2 separate regions of the Zea mays genome follow, and region 2 is linked to region 1. A link is a contact called in public Hi-C data. All regions are on one chromosome and are shown on one strand. Each heading gives the region's core, a stretch centred on a gene start, on an enhancer-like site or on the middle of the called end of the contact. The rest is flanking DNA. Distances are from core to core; before and after follow the strand shown.

Region 1 (5,072 bases), core at 857-3,356:
GCATTTGAGTTTTTTGGGAAAAAAATTACGGCCCCATTTAGAATACAGGGATTTTTTTTCTATTTCCTGTGTTTTTTCTACGAAAATGAACTGATCCTTGTAAAATTCTTCTGCATCCCAAAGTGGCTGTAATTTGCTTGTGTTTCAACAAGGGAAAGGAATAAATGAAGCCACTCTGTATAATAGGATAACATAACCTCTACTTAACAAAAGAAACAATTCCCGCCCGTACGTCGTTTCCAGGAATACCATTGCTTTAGCGTGCACCTGACAGGGACTTGCGTGTGCGTAGACAACATTCTATACTCAGGACAAAATAGGTGTACATGTGAGGATCAGAAAGCTTAGTCCCACAGCCACAGCTGGTGATGAGCGAAGCCCAATTTTTATAGCGTGACTATCACATATGGGTTGTTGAAACTTCCTGTGCACTTTTTTTAGAAGATAACTTATGCGTGCGTGAGAAAGATATCTTGCTACAGGTTCACCATTTCCTGATCTGCATTGATCTTTTTAGCCGAAATGTGCCACTACTCAAATACATCCAAATGTGCATTTCTACTCTTGTACATTAATAGACCATATGTATAGTTAGCAACCACAAAGCATATATAGTCGTTGGGGTCTAAACTTTACCGTATTCAGATATAATGTAAACAAGAAATACAATTTGTGAAATCGTGTGCGATGGAGACATTGTCTTAGTTGACAATGGAACATTGTGATAAAGTATTATTATTGTCATCGCAAAGTGAGTTACATGCTTTAGGTCAAAATGCATATGTTCAAATATATGGTTTTGATTTATGCATGTGTGTTAACATGCTGGTTGATATTGTTGTAACATACTCGGTGAAGTGGTGTTATGTAGATTAAGCTTGAATCAAGTCGCGGGCTTATGCTCGTATACGGTTGCTTGTGTTGTTCATGTGCCCGTTTTGCTTGAGATAGAACATGGTCGGTGACAGGGCCGTTCCTGACTTTTGAGGGGCCCGGGACAAGATTATAAACACAGGCCCCAACACCATAAAAACTATTTTTTACTATTATATATACTCCATCCGTTTCGTTTTAGTTGCCGCTGGATAGTACAAAATTGAACTATCCAGCGACAACTAAAAAAATGGGGGAGTATCAACTTATTATACTTGATGTACCACAGAAAGACTTGAGCAGTAAAAAATATAAGTAAGATTATTACCTTAAATATATTTTAGAGATCAATTTAAAAATGTCTTCTAACATTTCTAGATGCAAAATCATCAATGATGGCTTCAATATTGACATCATCTAATAATTTCTTCTCAATACATAAAGTTGCTAGCCCATCTAACCTTTCTTGAGACATTGCAGGCCTTAAATAATTCTTCAATAACTTAAGCTTTGAGAAGCTCCTTTCAGCTGATGCCACAGTTATTGGTATAGTAAATAATATCCGATAAGCAACAAATATATTGTGATAGCAATCCATTTTCCTAACAAACTCAAAAATATATTGGTATGTAAATAATATCCGATTCTATCCTATATTCTTATTGGACTTTGTGTGCGGTGGGGCCCCCGGGAGATGGGGGCCAGGTCGGCCGCCCCTCCCGCCCTACCTCAGGCACGACCCTGGTCGGTGATAGGCTAAAACTAAGTTTAGGGGGAACTGAGGTTTCAGTACTAAGTTCAAAGAGAAACTGAGATCACCAGCCAGTATATCACGTGGGACGTTCGAGCTTGAGAACGGTGCAAATGAAAAGTCATGTTGCGTTAGAGCCGCAGTGTGGTGTATGGTCACGTCACGTGAGGACACGAGTGTCGAGAAACGTGAGCGATCGTAGCGTGAAGATGGTGTCATCTTGGCTAACGTGCATGTGCATATGTACGCCGTATGCCTAGCCATCTTAATTAGCAATTGCTAATGGCATTTGATTATTGGCATATCATGATGGTGTGCATGCTAGCATGCACTCATTTGCACAAGCAAGCAAGTAGCAGACGCTTAAAAGATGCTAGCTTGCATGTGTTTGGACCTGTAGCACGGACGGGGAGCTGTGGCGAGCGCGTGAAGTTGCTCTGCCAAGGCGTCGGGCAGCTGGTGCTCAGGCGGAGTGGGGTGGGCCAAGGAGAGTTCGGCGGCCCAGCTGAATTGGCGCTATGGTGGTTCAAGCCGAAAGAGAAGAGTCTGGATCGGGGTTGATTGAGGACCCGTTTGTTTGTTACGGTATAAAAAGATACCTGTTTTTATTTCTGGCTCAAATAGAGTGGATCCATGTGATTCAAAGTCTGGTGAAATTGCGCTATTGTGGCTCGGATTCTATCAGGAAGAGACAACACGAGGCTTTGTTCTAGACCATGGAGGGAGGGGAAAGTTTAAACCGGACTTATTTTGCTTCCAATTCAGGCCTAAACAAACGGTTGAAATGGCCCCAACCGAACTCCAAACTAGACCAATTTATTCCACCTAGAAGGAGCCTGAAAACAGGCCAACCCGTCGATACGAACAGGTCATGATGTAAATCGAATCCAGGCCGATTTTAGCTGGCCCGTGGAATTCGAGTCAGATGTGTGACGAATAAGGACTCCTATCACTATATACATAGAAAAGTAGATTTCGTTTTTATTCAGGGAGAGGAGATTAAAAAAGAGTCTAGACTTATAAATTAAATCTAGTAGAGATTGTTGGCGCCGATCTAGGCGCCATCACTGTGAGGTATACCAATGGCGGTGCTCTCTTCGACAGCGTGGACGGTCTGTGATCTGTGGCAGGGGCGGAGTCTTCTGTGTCGAGCAAGACGGTCTGCGTCTAGTGACCGAACGGTCCGCGCGTGCGCAGAGGTGGCGGTGTTCACCAACAACACCTGGATCTGACCCCCCAGGACCCATCAGGGAGAAGAGATCCTAGGTTTGTATTGGGATTGGCAGGCCAACCAAGACGCCTATAGACAACGTAGAGTCGAAGAGAGGTGAAGATTGAGGTGAAGAAGGCTATGTTCCTATCTATTCGTAGGGCAAAAAGTAAAGGAACAGAAGATATATTGATATGATTCGATTGTTGGTTGTAAATCGGTCGTACCCCTTCAAATATATAAGGGGTAAGTCTGGACCCGTTCCTAGCCGTCTTCCAACAACTCCCACGAGTTTATAGGAATAAACATGCGTGGATATAGGAGCTTAATTCGCATGTTCTGATCTAATCATGGACTGTCCGCGTCTAAGGGCGGATTGTCCTAACGCATCCAATGCCACAAATGGTGCTCAACAGAGGTTAATCTAGGATTTTAGAGTTTTCAACGAACAACTTGCTAGTGCTTTGAAGAAGCACATTTGTATTCAAATCTAGGTGATATTGTGCAAAATTAGTACGGTAAGATTATTCCTCTCTTTGTTGATCAATTGTGTTCTTGATTTTGATTCTAGATTGAATCTTAGTTTTCAATTGTTCTTTGATGTTTTGATTCTTTTAAATCATTACTAACACTACCGGAAACGAGCGCTTTGCCGAGTGCCCGAAGCACTCGGCAAAGCCTTAAAAACACTCGGCAAAGGCTTTGCCGAGTGTCGCACTCGGCAAAGAAGGCTCGGCAAACAGTGCATCGGCAAAGCCTTCTTTGCCGAGTACTTTTTCTCGGGCACTCGGCAAAGAGGTTTGCCGAGTGCCAGGGAGCACTCGGCAAAGAAAGGCAGCCGTTACGGCGACGGGGTGATGAAGACGGTGTTTTTGCCGAGTGTCACTCGTGACACTAGTGACACTCGGCAAAGAAGTTACTTTTGCCGAGTGTCTGCCCAGTAGCACTCGGCAAAGAATCAATCTTTGCCGAGTGCCACCTGGGACACTCGGCAAAGAACCTGCCAGGGAGGGTCCCCATGTCAGGTTCTTTGCCGAGTGTCAGAGACATTACACTCGGCAAATAACCTATACCGGTGCCCAGGTCTTGGTTCTTTGCCGAGTGCTATGGTCTTGACACTCGGTAAAGAACCTCTTTGCCGAGTGTAACACTCGGCAAAGTGACCAGTATGCACCTTTTTTATTTGTTTTTTGTATTCCATCCACACAAACAAAAGATATCACATATATATCACATATATACATCACAGGTATCATCACAAACATAAATAGCCAACACAAACATAAATATCCATCACAAACATAAGTGTTCAACACAAGTACCCAACACAAACATAAGTCTCATACGTCTCAAGCTCTGACATAAGTATCCAACACAAACATAAGTGACTAACACAAGTTTTGAAGTCTTCAAACACACAGACATAAGTATTCAACACTGAAAACATAAAACTCATGGAGGTAGGCGGTTGGTCTGGTGCTGCGTTGGGCTGAACCCTTCAGGAGGGTTGTTGGATGCGGCCCCAGATTGACCCTGCACAGAGAAGAGATTGCATGTGTTATACCAGATGCATTACTGGGCAGTATGGAACACAGCAGGGTCAACTGCAGGGAACAATGGAGGTGGCGGAGCGAAACCCTGTGTCGTGCTAAGGCTCTGCATGTACTGGAACATATCTGCCATCCTCTGATCAGTCTCCGCCCGCTCCGCCATTATCCTCGCCTCCATCTCTTCTAGTTGGGTATGTAATATTATAAGCCAATGTTATAGTAACTCAAAGAGAAGGTATATAACTCAAGGAAGGATGAGTTACAGAAGCACTAACCTCGAGTTGCTATATGCGCTGCTGTGAGCTATCGTGCCGAGGTCGTATGGTTGGACTCGAGCCCATGTTCCTTGCTCTCACCTGAGACAGAGTGGGAGTGGAGGACGAGTCGATTGCCCCGTCGGCAATCTAGTACCACCCATGTCTCTTGCCTCCTCCGACCCTCATGAGCACATCGGGGTCGATCGGCTCGATGCTCGGATCATAATCTGGGCCATGGATCTCCTGCGCCATGGCGGTGTAGTCATGAAGGCGGCTGTAGACGACGGGGTTGGTGTAGGCCTCGGACCCGTCATCCGGGTTGTAGGTGACGTCGGACGTCGCCTTACCCTTATGGGCCATAGCATAGGCCGAGAAGGTGGAGCAAGGCCGGCCACCATGTGACGCCGACTGCAAGAAAACCAACGAGATAC
Region 2 (5,422 bases), core at 1,886-4,385, 230 kb before region 1:
ACAAAGTTTTATCCTTCAGTTCGTCATTGGAGCTGAAGAAGGATGCTGCTCAACTCTGCTATATTTTATTTGAGAACTCAACTGTACGTGCATCACCAATTGCAACAGAATGTCTTCAACCCCTGATATCACTGATGACATCAGGATCTAGTTTGGCTATTGAACCAGCAGTTTGTGCTCTAAACAGATTACTGGATGAGGACTACAATGCAGAAATTGCTGCAACTAGCGAAGTTATTGATCTTCTTGTCAGTTTTGTTCCTGGTACAAACTATCAGTTGTCTGAAGCATGTATCGGTGCTCTCATAAAGTTGGGCAAGGATCGTCCAAACTGCAAGCTTGACATGGTTAAAGCTGGTATCATTGAGCATGCACTTGATATGATTCTTGATGTTCCTGTATCTGTTAGTTCATCCATTGCTGAATTGCTTCGCATTTTGACAAACAACAGTGGCATTGCTAAAAGTTCTGCTGCTGCAAAAATGGTGGAGCCACTTTTCTTGCTTTTACGTCGCCCTGATGTTACTATGTGGGATCAGCACAGTGCCTTGCAAGCACTCGTAAATATTTTGGAGAAACCTCAGAGTCTAGCAGCATTGAAGTTGACTCCCAGTCAAATAATTGAGCCTTTAATATCATTTCTTGAGTCTCCCTCTCAAGCAATTCAGCAACTTGGCACTGAGGTGCTCTCACATCTTCTAGAACAGGAACATTTTCAACAGGATATCACTACAAAAAATGCAGTTGTTCCTCTGGTGCAGCTTGCTGGTATTGGAATCTTGAGCTTACAACAAACTGCAGTTAAAGCACTTGAAAACATCTCACAGAGTTGGCCCAAGGCAGTAGCCGATGCAGGTGGAATTTTTGAACTTTCAAAGGTAATTGTCCAGGATGATCCTCAGCCAAGTCAAGCATTATGGGAATCTGCAGCACTTGTGTTATGCAATGTTCTGCGTTATAATTCTGACAACTATGTCAAAGTCTCAATGGCTGTACTTGTGAGATTGCTGAACTCCACCATGGAGAGTACCGTCACGATAGCTCTCAGTGCTCTACTTGTTCAAGAGAAAAGTAGCTCACGCTGTGCTGTGGCCATGGCTGAGGCTGGGGCAGTACGGGCACTCTTGGAGCTCCTGAAGAGCCATCGATGTGAGGAATCTGCAGCAAGATTGCTTGAAGCCCTGATAAACAATTCAAGGGTCCGTGAAACAAAAGTTGCCAAGTATGCTATTGCTCCACTGGCACAGTACCTGTTAGATCCTCAATCTAAGAACCAGTCAGCAAAGTTTCTGGTTACTCTTGCACTAGGTGACATTTTCCAGCATGAAGCTCTTGCAAGGGCAAGTGACTCTGTGTCTGCCTGCCGTGCTCTTGTAAGCCTACTTGAGGACCAGCCTACGGATGACATGACAACAGTTGCTATTTGTGCACTGCAAAGCTTAGTGATGCACAGCAGGACAAATAGGCGTGCTGTTGCTGAAGCTGGGGGCATTTTGGTTGTGCAAGAATTGCTTCTTTCACCAAATGTGGATATTTCAGGACAGGCTGCCCTTCTAATGAAGTACCTATTTTCAAATCATACGCTGCAAGAATACGTGTCGAATGAGCTTATTCGATCTCTTACTGGTGAGTCGGCAATCTTAATGGTGAAGTGTGTCCATGATATTCTTATTTAAAATGTGTATTTGCTCATGTCCATGGGTGAAGTTTCATGCCCTTCTATTTTGAAAATGAAATGTTTTTTTTTCCATTTGCCATTTTGTCTTTGTTACTATAGACAAGAATATCTAATAAAAGCAGATGCATTAAGTTATGAAATGATTGAATTGCAAATGCTTATGGGTGTTATCCTGCTTGCTGATGGATCGATTTGATTATTTTCTAATGTCAAATACAATTTGTATCAGCTGCCTTAGAGAGAGAGCTGCTCTCTACGTCAACTATCAATGAAGTTATTCTGAAGACCATATATGTGATATTCAGCAACTTCAAAAAGGTTCGGTTTTCTGAGGCCGCAACCTTGTGCATACCACACCTGGTTTGTGCTTTGAAGGATGGAAATGAGGCTGCCCAAGAGAGCGTGCTTGACACCCTTTGCTTGCTTAAAGAATCTTGGCCGCAAATGAATGAAGACATCGCTAAAGCCCAGTCCCTGATTTCAGCTGAAGCCATACCTGTACTACAAATGCTTATGAAGACATGTCCTCCCAGTTTTCACGAGAGAGCCGATAGTTTGCTTCATTGCTTGCCTGGTTGCTTGACAGTGACCATCATTCGTGGGAATAATCTGAAACAGACAATGGGGGGTACAAATGCATTTTGTTGCCTGCAAATAGGAAATGGTCCTCCAAGGCAAACTAAGGTAATTCTTGTAGATAATTGTACTCAATAGTTAATTTGCGGTGCAGTTGGTTACTTATGTCTGTGCTGAACGTCAGGTGGTAAACCACAGCATGTGCCCAGCTTGGAACGAGGGTTTCACTTGGTTATTTGACGTGGCCCCTAAAGGGCAGAAGCTCTACATCATATGCAAAAGCAAAAATACGTTTGGAAAGGTATGGTCGTAACTCGTAAGAATGTCATGCCTTCTTCTCTTGGTCCTTGGCTTATTTATTGCCTGTGATTCTTGTGTGTTATTTTCTCAAATGTTGGTACTTCCATTGCAGTCAACCCTTGGAAGAGTGACCATCCAGATCGACAAGGTTGTCACCGAGGGTGTATACAGCGGGTTCTTCAGCCTCAGCCACGACGGAGGTAAGGACGGCTCAAGGACCCTAGAGATAGAGATCGTATGGTCCAATAGGCCATCCAACGACTGTATGTAGCGTACGGATGATTTACCTGACGCCAATTCTTGTACTCTTGGCTTCCATGTAAATCAGCCCCCCCCCCATAATCATCCGAATTCATTTATTTGTACGTAGAAAGTTAAGACACTTAGATAACTCGCGCCATCATTCAATTATTGAGGTCATTTCCGGGATTGTGGCCCTGCTGCTGTAAACTGATTTTGCACCCGGGTATTTTTTTTTGTACAGGTGAATTTATTTCATGTAGTTATAGCTTAGTGTAGATTGGTGGTGAGTACGGACAAGCCCTAGTGACAGTAACATTGGGTGTGATGTGTGGCGTGATATTTGCTCCCGTGGGTGTGTTTCCGGCACTTGTAGCCTCAGGATACACATGGCTGAGCTTGGCACTGTTCTATTTGTCAGGCATGTTTGTTTACCTGTTTGGTTCTGGCTACGCAAAACTTTTTTTTTACATCCACCTTGCCATAGCCGTACCAGCGGTACGAGGAATCTGAGGTACCTTTTTCTTCCATCTCGGCAGAAGTTTGATGTTTGGCGAAACTGTCTCAGGTTACATGGTAATAACAATACTATTTGCAAAACCAAACACGCCACATACCAGTACTGCTTGCTGGCAGCCTGAACCAATGTTTTAACGGTCCCACAATATGCTAACACATTTGAATGCTATACTGTAGTAGTACTTGGTGGTCAACGTAGCGGAAGTCGCAGAGTGTGCCGTGGCTGCCTATGTATTTTCTTTTTATTGATTTGGTTAAACTTTTATCTTTCTTGAAAGGTAGAACAAGGCTGCAGGCTGACAGCCTGACAATATAAAGCTGCAGACTTGGCGGCTTTGGCATCGACCGTCCAGGTCGTATCTATTGTAACCATAACTCCTATTGGTCGCTTGATTTTGATTACTATATAGTATAAAAAGTAAGTCAGATATAAGTTAAAGAGTGATGACCTTCTTTTTTTATTACCTCTTCTAAAAAGGGTGATTTAGGGGGTAGGTAAAAAAGAGGGAGTGAAGACAAAGTAACAATGTATGGAAACATGATGGAGAACAAAGTTTGTTACCCATCTTATGTGTTTTAACACTCTTCATTCTATCTTCCTCTATATATTATAAATTTACAGGCATACCTTCAGCTTTACAAGTGAGACAGCTCGAACATACTTCGAAAGCTAAGAAGAATGAAGCCTAGGATCCTCCAAAAGGTGAATGTATGCATGAAACTGTTCACCTATTTATAGAGAAGAGGCACAACTTCATGTAAAGTTTAAAATTATGATTTACAAAATATTATGGGGGCATCAATGTCTTTTCTCTTTCTTTCTTGCTGCACAACTAGATGCCTTCTCCATCACCGCTTTGCATAGAAATCCTTTTCCACGCCGAAGCTGGTGACTTCGGCTCATTCCTTCGCCACATACGTGCCCAGTCGAAGCCTCTTTTTAGGCTGCTTCGGCCAAAGGCTATCTTCGTCCACCCTTCGTTGTGTGCATGAAACACATTTTCTTATGCCGAAGGTTAGGTGTTTTGATGATCTTCGGCAGACTAGGCCTCAACAGTAGCCCCTTGCGGGATGAACTCGTTTTTTCATATCGAGCCAGGAACACAAAAAATATATCTAGGAGGCCTTGTGCTGACGGTTCGAAAAACAACTTCCCAAAGCTCGTTATCGAAAAGGTTAAACAAATACTTCGATACAAATGGAGCCAAACTCGCGGTCCACTAGATAGGGAGAAGGTGGAAGGGCTATCGTCCACGCGCGCAAATTTTTCCATGGCTCGCGCCCTTTCGTGCCCATTTCTTAGTATAAAAGCGATAGAGCAGGTGGGGTGAGTCACATTAACTACCCTAAACCTCGTGCTGCCAAAATATTAGGTGACTTCAAAGCTTTTTCTCCACCGCCGCTTCAAAGACTAATTTCGGCAAAACATCTTCGGGTAAAATACCCTCGATGGCTAGAATCTGCTCAACTTTTGCATGGTGTTTCTATGTGCAAAAAGTGTTTGAAACATGTTAGTATATCCTATAGACGCTCTCGATAGATTTTCATATTTTTCGGGATATTTTTCTATTTTTTCGGAAACCAAAACCTATTTAATTGAGGTACTTAAAATTGTTTTTTTAGAAACTCTAAGTATGTTTTTTAGTTCATTAGGTGCCAAGACATTTTAGGATTTTTCCTGGAATTTTTGAAAGCATCTATAATATTTTGAGCACAAAATATAGATTTCTAGGCTTTTTGAATTTTTTAAAAAATGGTAAAATCCGAATTTTAACCAAATCTATCTCGTCCGAACCCTATATATATATATATACATGTCCGGCTTCTCATCGAGCCCGTTCTAGAGCACGAAACTGTTTTCTTAGATTCAATTCCCAGCTCCTGGAATTGCTCGCCGAAGTTCGGAGCGGTTCCAACTCCAGCGACAACTTCGGCGAGCAATTATTCCCAATCCGTACATCGTCCGAGGAATCTGAGGGTACCGCTGCGTTCATCTCGTCGGGGCGCATCTGGTTCGCCGATCGGACCACTGAATCTCTATCAATCGACAAATTTCTTCTCGGCTCCGGCGATGGTCTTCTTCCCTAGTGAGAAACCTACATTGTTGTA

Evidence for each region. A called contact is a pair of places that touch in the nucleus more often than the background predicts.
Region 2: a Hi-C map of tassel shows a contact between it and region 1, with 3 times the contacts expected there. The contact joins two enhancer-like sites. A contact is called at or near these places in 3 of 25 Hi-C or Micro-C datasets (ear, root tip and tassel).

What each region holds. Positions count from the first base shown.
Region 1 is chr2:134,573,790-134,578,861 of Zm-B73-REFERENCE-NAM-5.0, reverse strand. No RefSeq gene overlaps it. Among protein-coding and RNA genes, the nearest start is that of LOC542088, 19 kb to the left of the region's middle. Within about 2 kb of position 2,106, at least 14 of the 20 cell types and tissues checked have an H3K27ac peak or open chromatin away from gene starts, as enhancers often do. A contact at or near this core is called in ear and tassel, where this site is marked.
Region 2 is chr2:134,808,869-134,814,290 of Zm-B73-REFERENCE-NAM-5.0, reverse strand. LOC100216660 (Armadillo/beta-catenin-like repeat) reads left to right here. Exons shown (of 8, transcript NM_001359475.1): 5 at 1-1,626; 6 at 1,908-2,362; 7 at 2,439-2,555; 8 at 2,667-3,206. The coding sequence ends at 2,825. Among protein-coding and RNA genes, the nearest start is that of LOC100216660, 10 kb to the left of the region's middle. Within about 2 kb of position 3,135, at least 8 of the 20 cell types and tissues checked have an H3K27ac peak or open chromatin away from gene starts, as enhancers often do. A contact at or near this core is called in ear and tassel, where this site is marked.